2 separate regions of the Lactuca sativa genome follow, and region 1 is linked to region 2. The links are chromatin contacts, called in public Hi-C maps. All regions are on one chromosome and are shown on one strand. The core of a region is the stretch at or near the end of the contact, and the rest is flanking DNA. Distances in the headings are between cores, read along the strand shown. Region 1 holds the start of LOC111889890 (pentatricopeptide repeat-containing protein At5g56310). Region 2 holds the start of LOC111889921 (pyruvate kinase, cytosolic isozyme).

Region 1 (5,410 bases), core at 2,534-5,033, 150 kb after region 2:
AAAGCTAAATTTGAAAAGGATGGAAGGGAATTCAAGACATTTAGCAAATAATCACCAATGTTTGTAGAGTCAATTGTTGTGGTTGTAAATTGTAATCAGATATAGGGAGTATTTAGTAGTGTTATATTATATAACTAGTAAGTTACTACCCCCGTAAAGTGCCGAAATTATGTAACTATGAAAGTGTAGGGAGCAAACCTGTAAATATACAAAACTCATGTGGCCAAAGTGTGAAGACAACAAAGTATAGGGACAAAATATGACTATATTGCGGGGGCGTGTGGGGGGAGTAATGTGCAAATTTTCAATAGGTACGGACTATTTTTGTAATTTTTTAAACACATGGACTGTTTCTGTGAAAAAAACATACAATGACATTTTCTGTAAATTACAGGGACAGTTTTTGTAATTTGTTTTCTACATAGGGGCCAAACCTGCCAACATATGAAAATATTAAACATAGGAACTGTTTCTGTAAAACAAATCTCATAGGGACCTTTTCTGTAAGTTACAAAACTTTACGGACTAAATGTGCCAATATTAAAAAGATTTGTGGCAAAAATCTAAAATGTATAAACTTTCTATTCATAAGCCAATTCTATTTAATATATAGTATAATATAATGTTGAACAATTAACAATAATATTAGCTTATTTGATAATTGATATGAAGGAATGCTGGAGGCCAGATCAAAAGTCTTGCTAAATCGGTTCATAAAGCTGAAAGTCAAGCTAAAGGTATTATCTACTCCTTTCTTCCTTTATTTGGCTCACATCACAAGTCACAACAAATAGATTGAAGAAGGAATGGAGTGGTTGGAATGGAATTGACCATTCCTGAAATGTGATTGCTTTCATTGCATAGGAATGGGGTGTATTTGCCCATTCAATCATGGAATGGAATGGAAAATCATAATATAACCCGTTTTTATCTATAAGATTTTTAAGGACACAAATCTCTTTTCAAGATTTCCTGATCTGAAATAAATCATCATTTATTGTCTAAAATTACAAGATTTTTATTTATTTATTATAATCTTACTTTGTATCTCTTGAATTTAAACAGATCTGGTGGATGATTTGCGAGAAATTCCTGGTAGAGATGCTTTGCGACTACGAGGAGAGGTAAATCCAATCTGCACATTCATCATAATTCATAACACTTAATTCAAGTTAAATTTTAAACTAAACTTTGGGTCCCACTCATTCACCAGGTTGCCAACATGGCATCATCTTTGAAACAGAAGCGACTTGCTATGAATAAAAGAATAATGCGGATTTCCGAGTTGGGTATTCGCGTATAATCGTATTGTTATATTTTCACAAATTCAGGCTTCAGGGCTTCTTGCATTTAGCCATTGTTGTGCTAGGAAATCTCTCCTAGATTTCGGCTCAATCGGATTTTGTCACTGTATTCTTGAAAAAAAAACCCATCGATACGTCGATACGGGTGCAATTTTCTTGTTTCTCATACATTGTTAAGGTGATTGTTTTTTACATGATGGGTTGCCAGTTATAAAGATGTTTTCTATTCACAAAAGGAAACAAACAGTTGTGAAGTCTGAAAAATATGCTGATGAAGAACCTTCGAGAAAGTCGAAGAGAATAAAAAGATTGTTAAGAAATAATTTCCATATCATTTTTTCTTTCTTTTTTGAGTTTCAGTTTGTTTAATAATTAAAAAAAAAAAAACAAACGCAATTGTATAAAACATACTATTTAAATCAAACCATAACATTTAAATTGAAAATAAAAACATTACAAGATCATAAAGAAAAGATACCATAAATTAAAAACATAAAACCATCCTAAAATTCAAATTTTGCCTAAATATTTTTCCTCAATCTTCTCCTTTAATGCCTCCAGCGTTCGTACCACTTTTTTATATTTGGGCGCCAAACCTTCGGTGTTACTTTTAAGAATTGCCAAGTCGTTCATCATTTCTCTTGTCTCATGTTGTTCCCTAAATATCTTCCAATACTCATTTAACAAATCATTTTTTTTCTTGTTATAGCTAGATGTGTTCTTGGAATATCGATCCAGTTTTCACCTTAAGCTTTGTTTTTTTTGTCAACTTTTTCCGCACACTTCACTTTGTTGTGTCTTGCCGCTCCTCGTGGAGGGGAGATCTCTTAAATGTCGTTCAAAATCTCATCGGTGTCGGAGGTTGATGTGAGACTGTGTCGGAAACGTTAGAGAGTTTGTGTTCTGTTGTGCGTTGTGAGTTTAGTGGATGAATGTTTGGGGTTTGTTCCATTTTTTGGTTAAGGAGGTTTTGAAATTGTATAAAATATAAAGAAAAAAATGGTGTGAATAAAAACGTCAAAATATGTATATATATAAGTTATGAAATGAAGAAACCGTGACGTATTTGACCTCAATTATCTAAATCTAATGCACCATCTGAATAGTTGGACACCGAAATCCAAGCACTAGCTAACACGGTTTCTTCATTTCCTTCCTAAGGTAGTTGGGTTTGGAAGTTTGATGGTTGTCGAAATTGTTTCATGGTAGGTTTGTGTATGTATTAGGCTTGTGTAGTAAAGGAAAAAGAACTAATATGAAAAAAATTATTGTAAAATGATTAGTATTTATAGGAAAGATGGAATGATCTATATTTACTGGTTTTTTTGAACAACTAGCCATTAAAATGGCTAGTCAAAGGTATATTCAAAAGAGATTAGACCCAAAGCCTTCTGTAACCTATCGTACCATTCTTCACAAAAGGCCACGACTGTGGTACCGGGGGTGGTGTGAGCGATCATGGCCCACCTGCCACCTAAACCACAAATGGTTCTCATACAATATATACTTGGAGGCCTAAGAGATCCCTTGTTGTAATCCACTCTTTCTAAATATATCTAAATATCATTTTATATATCATCTAACTAGTTTTTACTAAAATTGTTACTTTAGCCAACAGAACCTTAAAACGAAGTTAAGCACTCAAAGAGTGGGTAAGGCTGGTGCGTATATATCCTCCTCTCCATACTATTTTTCCAACTTACATGTCACACAATTATAGGTAGGAAATGATCACCACACCACCAAACTAAAATAAATTTTAATATCATTTTTTATCTTTTTTTTAACAATTATAAAAACGAATATAATTTTATAAAACATAATATTTAAATAAAACATAATATTTAAATTAACCATAACATTTAAATTCAAAAAAACATTACAAGACCAAAAAAAAAACGATATATTTAAAACATAAAACAATAGTCCTAAGAATTGCCCAAATATTTTGCCCGAATCTTCGTCTTCATCCCTCGTAGCACCTTCGCAACTTCGGACGTCAAACCTTCCACGCTAGTCCTAAGAATTGCCAACTCGTTCGTCATATTTTCTCGCTCGTGTCGCTCCTTCTCCACCTATAATTGCCTACGAAAGAAATCCAAGTACTCACGTTGTAAATCGTTTTTTTCTTTTTGTAGTAACTTGTGTTCCTGGAATTTCGCTTCAATTTCCACCATATGCCTAGCTTTTCTATCAGCTTCCTCCACATGTTTTGCAACACATTTCGTTTTGTCGCGTCCCGCTGCTCTTGGTGGAGGGGAGATCTCTTCGATGTCATCCGAACTCTCATAGGTGTCGGCGTTGAGGTCGATATGAGATTCTGCGTCGGAAACGTCAACGTCGGAAACGTTAGAGAGGTTGTGTTCGGTTGTTGTGGGTTGTGGGTTTGGGTTTTGCTCCATCTTTTGGTTGAAGAGGCTTTGAAATTGTATAAAAAATAAAGAAAAAGAATAGAGCGAATAAAAACGAGGGAGATGATATCTATTTATAGGTAAAAAAAACTTAATTCTTTTTAAAAGAATCGACCGTTTGCAACGCCTCTTAACATAACGCCATAAGGGGGCGGTGTTCTGGCCATAACGGCGTTAAGGAGCTCCAGTTTACTCGAATGCTGTCTCGTGTTGGATCGTCTTTGAACTCATTACTCCTGAAGCATAAACGCCAATACATAGCAGCAACAACACATGATATATGCTCCTCATTGCTATACAACTGCCCCAACAGCATTCACGTATATCAAATACATGGGTTCATGTTTGTTCGAGGTCTCGATCAAGACAATCTTCTTCTCAGTCGGTTCATCGTCACTTGCTCTGAAAAAGGTCTTTTGGACCATGCTACTTCGGTGTTTTTTCATAAGACTTGCAAGAATATATACCTTTACAACACCATGATCAAAGCTCTGTCGAGTAATTCTCGTGTCAAAGACGCTGTCTTTATCTACAACGAAGCACGAGTTATTGGGTTAAGACCTGATTCTTACTCATTTCCTTTTTTGTTAAAGGGTGTGAGTCGTTTGGGTGAGGGCGGTTTGAGTTTGGGAAGATGGATTCATTGTCATGTAATTAGTGTTGGTTTAGATACCGATGTTCATGTAGGAGTAGCGTTAGTTCAAATGTATGCGTCTTGTGGGTATGTTCACGATGCAAGGAAGGTGTTCGACGAAATGCCTCTTAGAGACGTTGCAACTTGGAATGCAATGATCTCTGCGTATTGTAAAGTTGATGAGGTGGAGAGAGCTTGTGCCTTGTTTGAGATTATGCCTGAGAGAAATGTGATCTCTTGGACATCTTTGATTTCAGGCTATGCTCAAGTGAACAAGCCTTGTGAAGCTGTTGCTCTTTTTAGAAGAATGCAAACGGATGGAGTGCTCCCTGATGAAGTCACAATGTTAGTCACACTCTCAGCTTGTTCCCAGTTGGGTGCATTAGAGCTAGGTGAATGGATTCATAACTACATAGATAAAAACAATATACACAAAACTACATCCCTCAACAATGCACTTATTGACATGTATGCAAAATCAGGGAACATAAAGAAAGCAATGTGGGTCTTTGAAAACATGAAAGATAGATGTGTTATAACATGGACAACTACCATTGCTGGATTGGCTTCACATGGTTTAGGAAAAGAAGCTCTTGACATGTTTTCTAGAATGGAAAGAGCTCATGTTAGGCCAAATGAAGTTACACTGATTGCAGTTCTTTCAGCATGTAGCCATGGGGGGTTGGTGGAATTAGGTCTTTGGTATTTCAACAATTTGCTTCCAAGATATGGAATTAAACCAAGGATTGAACATTATGGATGCATGATTGATCTACTAGGAAGAGCTGGATGCATATGGGAGGCACAAGAAGTACTAAATTCAATGCCTTTTGAAGCAAATGCAGCTATTTGGGGTTCACTTCTTGCAGCATCTAGACTTTATGGAAATGTGGAGATTGGGGAAAGAGCTTTAAAACATTTGATCAAATTGGAGCCATATAATAGTGGAAACCTTTCTTTACTTTCGAATATATATTCTTCTATGGGCCAGTGGAATGAAGCTGGATTCACAAGGAAAGTGATGAGAGATACTGGTGTGAAGAAGATATCAGGTGTGAGTT
Region 2 (4,832 bases), core at 1,961-4,460:
GAGAATGGACACACAAAATGGGAAAATTGACCTATTATCCAACCAGATACAAGAAATGTACTCCTCCTTCTTGTCTATGTAGGATCTCATGGAGAAAACGATGCAGAGTATCCAAAATCACTCTAGGAAGAAACCCCACTCTAAGGGTGTCATTGAAGCATCATGTCCTCTATTCTCTCACTCTATCATCGTTTTCGGTTCTGATAGCCACCCCCGTTGACCACTAGACCGCCATTACCACATCGATGAATCTCTTTTCTCTTCCTAATGTCAAAATCCACATTTTTTAAGGTGTCGATTCCAAAGGATGGATTACTAAGGTTGAATTGTACTTCTAAGTACACCACACCCCTCTTGTTCAGAAACTTTACCTCTCTCATATGTGTATAGACAGCCCTACTCTACACTAGTATACTAACCACTTGATTAAACACCTCAACACTACTTAGGATCAATTTCGAATCAAGCTTCGTAACTGAATCAAGCTTCTTAACCTCTTGGTTAAACACCCCATGAAACTTTGGGTTCTCCTTTACAAGAGGATGGCATTGAGGACTATATAGAGGAATACATGGCTCTTTTGTAACACCAGGTATGTACTTCTTTGTGTTCATAACAATAAAGATTTCAAATATGGAATTTTAGGTGACCACAACGTGGTGGTAAAGGCACCACGACGTGGTCTCACTTGATAATAAACACACTTTTTTCTTTTGGACACCATGACGTGGCAAGATCCTAGCTACGACATGGTGGCGGCCAGTATGCAAAACCCTAATTTTCTGGGTTTAGAGCCTTATTCAAGGGATGTGATGGCTAGGATTTGCTCACACTCACCCTCCATCACTCCTAGTCTAGAATGAACCCTAACATCCCTTGTTGATATCTTGAAGCTTTTTGTGGTGTTAAAGAGGAAGAAGGTGCTCTTTGTACAAAGATTCAACAAGCAAGTCTCCCCACCACCTTCTTGCACATATTCTAGACCCTTGTAAGTCCTCAAGTTCATACCTTTTGTGTGCAATCCTTCTAGAACTAGACTTTTAAGCACTTTTCTCCATGTTTAAGGTGGTTTGAGTGGATGGATTCAATAAAATTGGTAATTTGATGGATCCTTATGGCCCCTTTATAGTCTCACATTCCAAATTTGAAGTTATATAGAGTTTTGGTTCCATACATGGGTTTTGACCTTATTTTTACCATTTTGACATAACTAGAGTTTAAGACACGCAATGGACATGCATGTCAATAGAGCAATGACTTTTATGATTCTTATGGGTGTAAGGAAGCCTTCTGGAGAATTTATATGTGTGGCTTAATGGATTAAGGGCTTAATCCATTAAGTTGTCCAAGACAGTTCCCACGACGTGGCGACATGCTCACCACGACATGGTGGAGGGTTTCTCATGACTGTTTGTCGCGAGACTGCCACGACACGATATATACTTGGCCACGATGTGGTAGCTAACTGAGTGACTTTGACTGTTAACTTTTTAACCAAGTTGAGTTGAGGGTTCTAGACTGTAGATTGAGGTTTTGCAAAATTAAAGTTCCCAACAATATTATTTTCTTCAAATAAAACTGCCAAAATTAAATACCGATTTGAATGCCATACATTTAAAAAATGTGATGAATGTCAAAAGTTGATTTCGTAAAATTAAATGTAGCAAATGTCTCAAAGTTATGTTAAAATTAAATGTCAATATTGATTTCTTGAAATCTAAATTTGCAACAATAAATTCCGAAATTAGTCTCGCCAAACTTTTTTTTAACGACAATTATATCAATATTTAAAATAAAAAAAGACAATTCTATTAATATTTAAAATAAAAAATAAAATAAATAAATGTGCTTGTTGGCTCTAATTTTTTTGCGACATAAACAATGCATATTATTCATTGTTATTATTTAATAACTAATGTTTGTCATGATTATTTCTTTGAATCTATTTCCAAATTTAATGTAATATCTCTATTATATGTCATTTACAATGATATGAATATGTTTATTTTGTCTTTTTTTTTTTTTTTTTTTTTTTTTTTTTAATAAATACATTTTCAATGTTTCTAATTTCACTAGTTTTCTAATTTTAACAGTCAAACACATTCATTAAACAAATGTATATATGTTATCCGTAACCCAAATATATGATGTGAATATCAACATACAAATTTCCTATCTAATTTGAATTGGATATCAAAAGTCCATTATCCAGCAACTCTAAAAATAGATAAAAACATAGGAAAAATTATTTAGATAATAGAAGATCTAATAATATCTCCGTCACGCCAAATGATATTATGGTATATGTATCAAGTTATTATCGACTTTTATACATAAAATGATATTTAAACTAATTTATGAATGTATTGTTTATTTTTTTCTGTTTGTTTATTATGAGATAAGTATTGCATATTTTTATTAAATAATGTTTTCATGACATAGGTAATGTGGGTCGTGCTCAAGAATTTTTCAAATCTAATCTACTTTCGCTTTTAATATAAGAACTTTGTTATCTAATGGTTCCAAGATAGCTACATTTTTTTTCTTACTTCATCTGTTAGTTAAAATATAATGCACATACTATATTTCTTTCAGGTTTAATTTAATTCCCTGCCTATTATAATTTTATTACTAATAGACAAATATCATCATACGAAATAGATATTCTATATTGTCTAATGACATGAGATTCATCATCAATCGCTCGAGGTTTTTCTATCAATTTATCATCCAGAAAATAAAATTTAAGAAGGAAGACTACAAATATGTCTTATTCACTCATTTTTGACTTAAAATATTAATATTAGACAATGACGATAACCTTAACGGTATGACATCTAATGTTGTATTCAAATAAGTTTTTGAAAATTGTGATTTAAAATAATTTTTAAAAATATGTGAATTGTTTGTTTTATTAGTATAAATTGAATTACTTATTCATTATTTCGTTGATATTTATTTTGAAATTTTATTTTAAAAAATACTAAAATTTAATGCGAGCTCATTTTACCATGAAACGTACCGTCACTTATTCACTGACTTTTTTTCTTATTCACTAGCTTTTTTTCGCAATTATAATGGTTGTTTTGTGATAAAAATTGACTATTTGGGTATATTGGCCCCAAATATGATCACAATATCTATAATATTAAATACAAAACAACATATAAAGTATAAAATGTGACAAAAGTTTAAAAAAGAAAGGACTAGAAGTAAAACATAATAGCATAAATGTTGATTTCGCATCCTAAAACGGGAAAATATTGAAAATTTCTGTAAAAAAATAAACAGCACCATATTCGGAATATAGTTTCAAAGTTCGCACATTTTTTGTGAAAACTCCCAAAAGACCAAGCCCCGCTTCTCATGCCAGTTTTCCAATTCAGTTATGCATCCCTCTCATTTCGTTGATCCACAAATTCTGCAAACACCTTCTTATTTCCTACTCTCGACAATTCCCCAACTTCCATTTGCTCTTGAATTCACATAAATTCATCACCACACTCTTCATCCGATCAATTGATCGGAATACTGTTGTTCATCGGAGACAAAAATGGAACACATCACCACTCCTCAGGTCCACCCAGAAGTAGGTTGGAAGAGGCCCAGAACGAAGATCGTCTGCACTTTGGGACCCGCTTCTAGGTCGATTCCAATGGTTGAAAAACTTCTCAAGGCAGGTATGAATGTCGCTCGCTTCAATTTCTCTCATGGATCTTACGAGTATCATCAGGAAACCCTCGAGAATCTCCGTAAGGCCATGGAGAACACCGGTATTCAATGTGCAGTCATGCTCGATACCAAAGTATGTTTCCTTCTTCACTACCTATCAATATCATCACTCTTTCGATTTCTATATATGAATGTCATACAGATCGCGTATATAAATCATTGTTACAAAATCACAATGTTATTCGTTTTGATCCATCCGCATTTTCGTTTTGTTAACGTCATACGAGATGGAAGAAATGAATCGTATCCATTTTGATTGAATTTTGGTATAACTAAGCATAGAAACCGTTGATTTTGTTTCCGATGGATAAATTAGGGTCCAGAAATTCGAACCGGGTTTCTGAAAGATGGGAAACCGATCCAAGTGACGCAAGGTCAAGAGATCACAATCTCCACCGATTACTCGATTGTAGGTGACGAGAATATGATATGCATGAGTTACAAAAAGTTGGCTCATGATTTGAAACCAGGAGGCACGATACTCTGTTCAGATGGCACCATTACGTTTACTGTTCTTTCTTGTGATACTGAAAAGGGATTGGTTCGTTGTCGTTGTGAGAACACCTGGACTCTTGGTGAGAGAAAGAATGTTAATCTTCCAGGTGTCATTGTTGATCTCCCAACTTTGACAGAAAAAGATAAGGAGGATCTTCTCAAATGGGGTGTTCCTAATAACATTAATTTGATTGCTTTATCTTTCGTCCGCAAAGGTTCTGATCTTGTTGAGGTTCGCAAAGTCCTTGGTGAACATGCCAAAAACATCGTCCTTATGTCAAAGGTCCGTTTTCTTTATTTTATCTCTCACTAATTTCATATCATATTTACTTATTTAGTGGGGTCGGTTAACAAACTCTGTATCATGAAAACTATTATTTATATTTTCTAGGTTGAGAATCAAGAAGGCGTTTCCAATTTCGATGAAATCCTAGCCAACACCGATGCATTCATGGTGGCTCGTGGTGACCTCGGAATGGAGATCCCAATCGAGAAAATTTTCTTGGCACAGAAAACCATGATTTACAAATGCAACGTAAAAGGAAAACCAGTTGTGACCGCGACCCAAATGCTCGAGTCCATGATCAAATCCCCAAGGCCAACTC

Evidence for each region. Hi-C and Micro-C count contacts between places; a contact is called where the count stands out from the background.
Region 1: a contact with region 2 is called in a Hi-C map of leaf, with 3 times the contacts expected there. The contact joins the promoter of LOC111889890 here to the promoter of LOC111889921 in region 2. A contact is called at or near these places in 2 of 4 Hi-C or Micro-C datasets (leaf and seed).

What each region holds. Positions count from the first base shown.
Region 1 is chr6:81,076,714-81,082,123 of Lsat_Salinas_v11, forward strand. It overlaps LOC111889890 (pentatricopeptide repeat-containing protein At5g56310), which reads left to right and starts at 3,784. Exons shown (of 1, transcript XM_023886049.3): 1 at 3,784-5,410. The coding sequence starts at 3,913. It overlaps LOC111889901 (RGS1-HXK1-interacting protein 1), which reads left to right. Exons shown (of 8, transcript XM_023886058.2): 6 at 673-737; 7 at 1,066-1,124; 8 at 1,214-1,498. The coding sequence ends at 1,303.
Region 2 is chr6:80,922,718-80,927,549 of Lsat_Salinas_v11, forward strand. LOC111889921 (pyruvate kinase, cytosolic isozyme) reads left to right here and starts at 3,211. Exons shown (of 3, transcript XM_023886066.3): 1 at 3,211-3,805; 2 at 4,049-4,510; 3 at 4,619-4,832. The coding sequence starts at 3,554.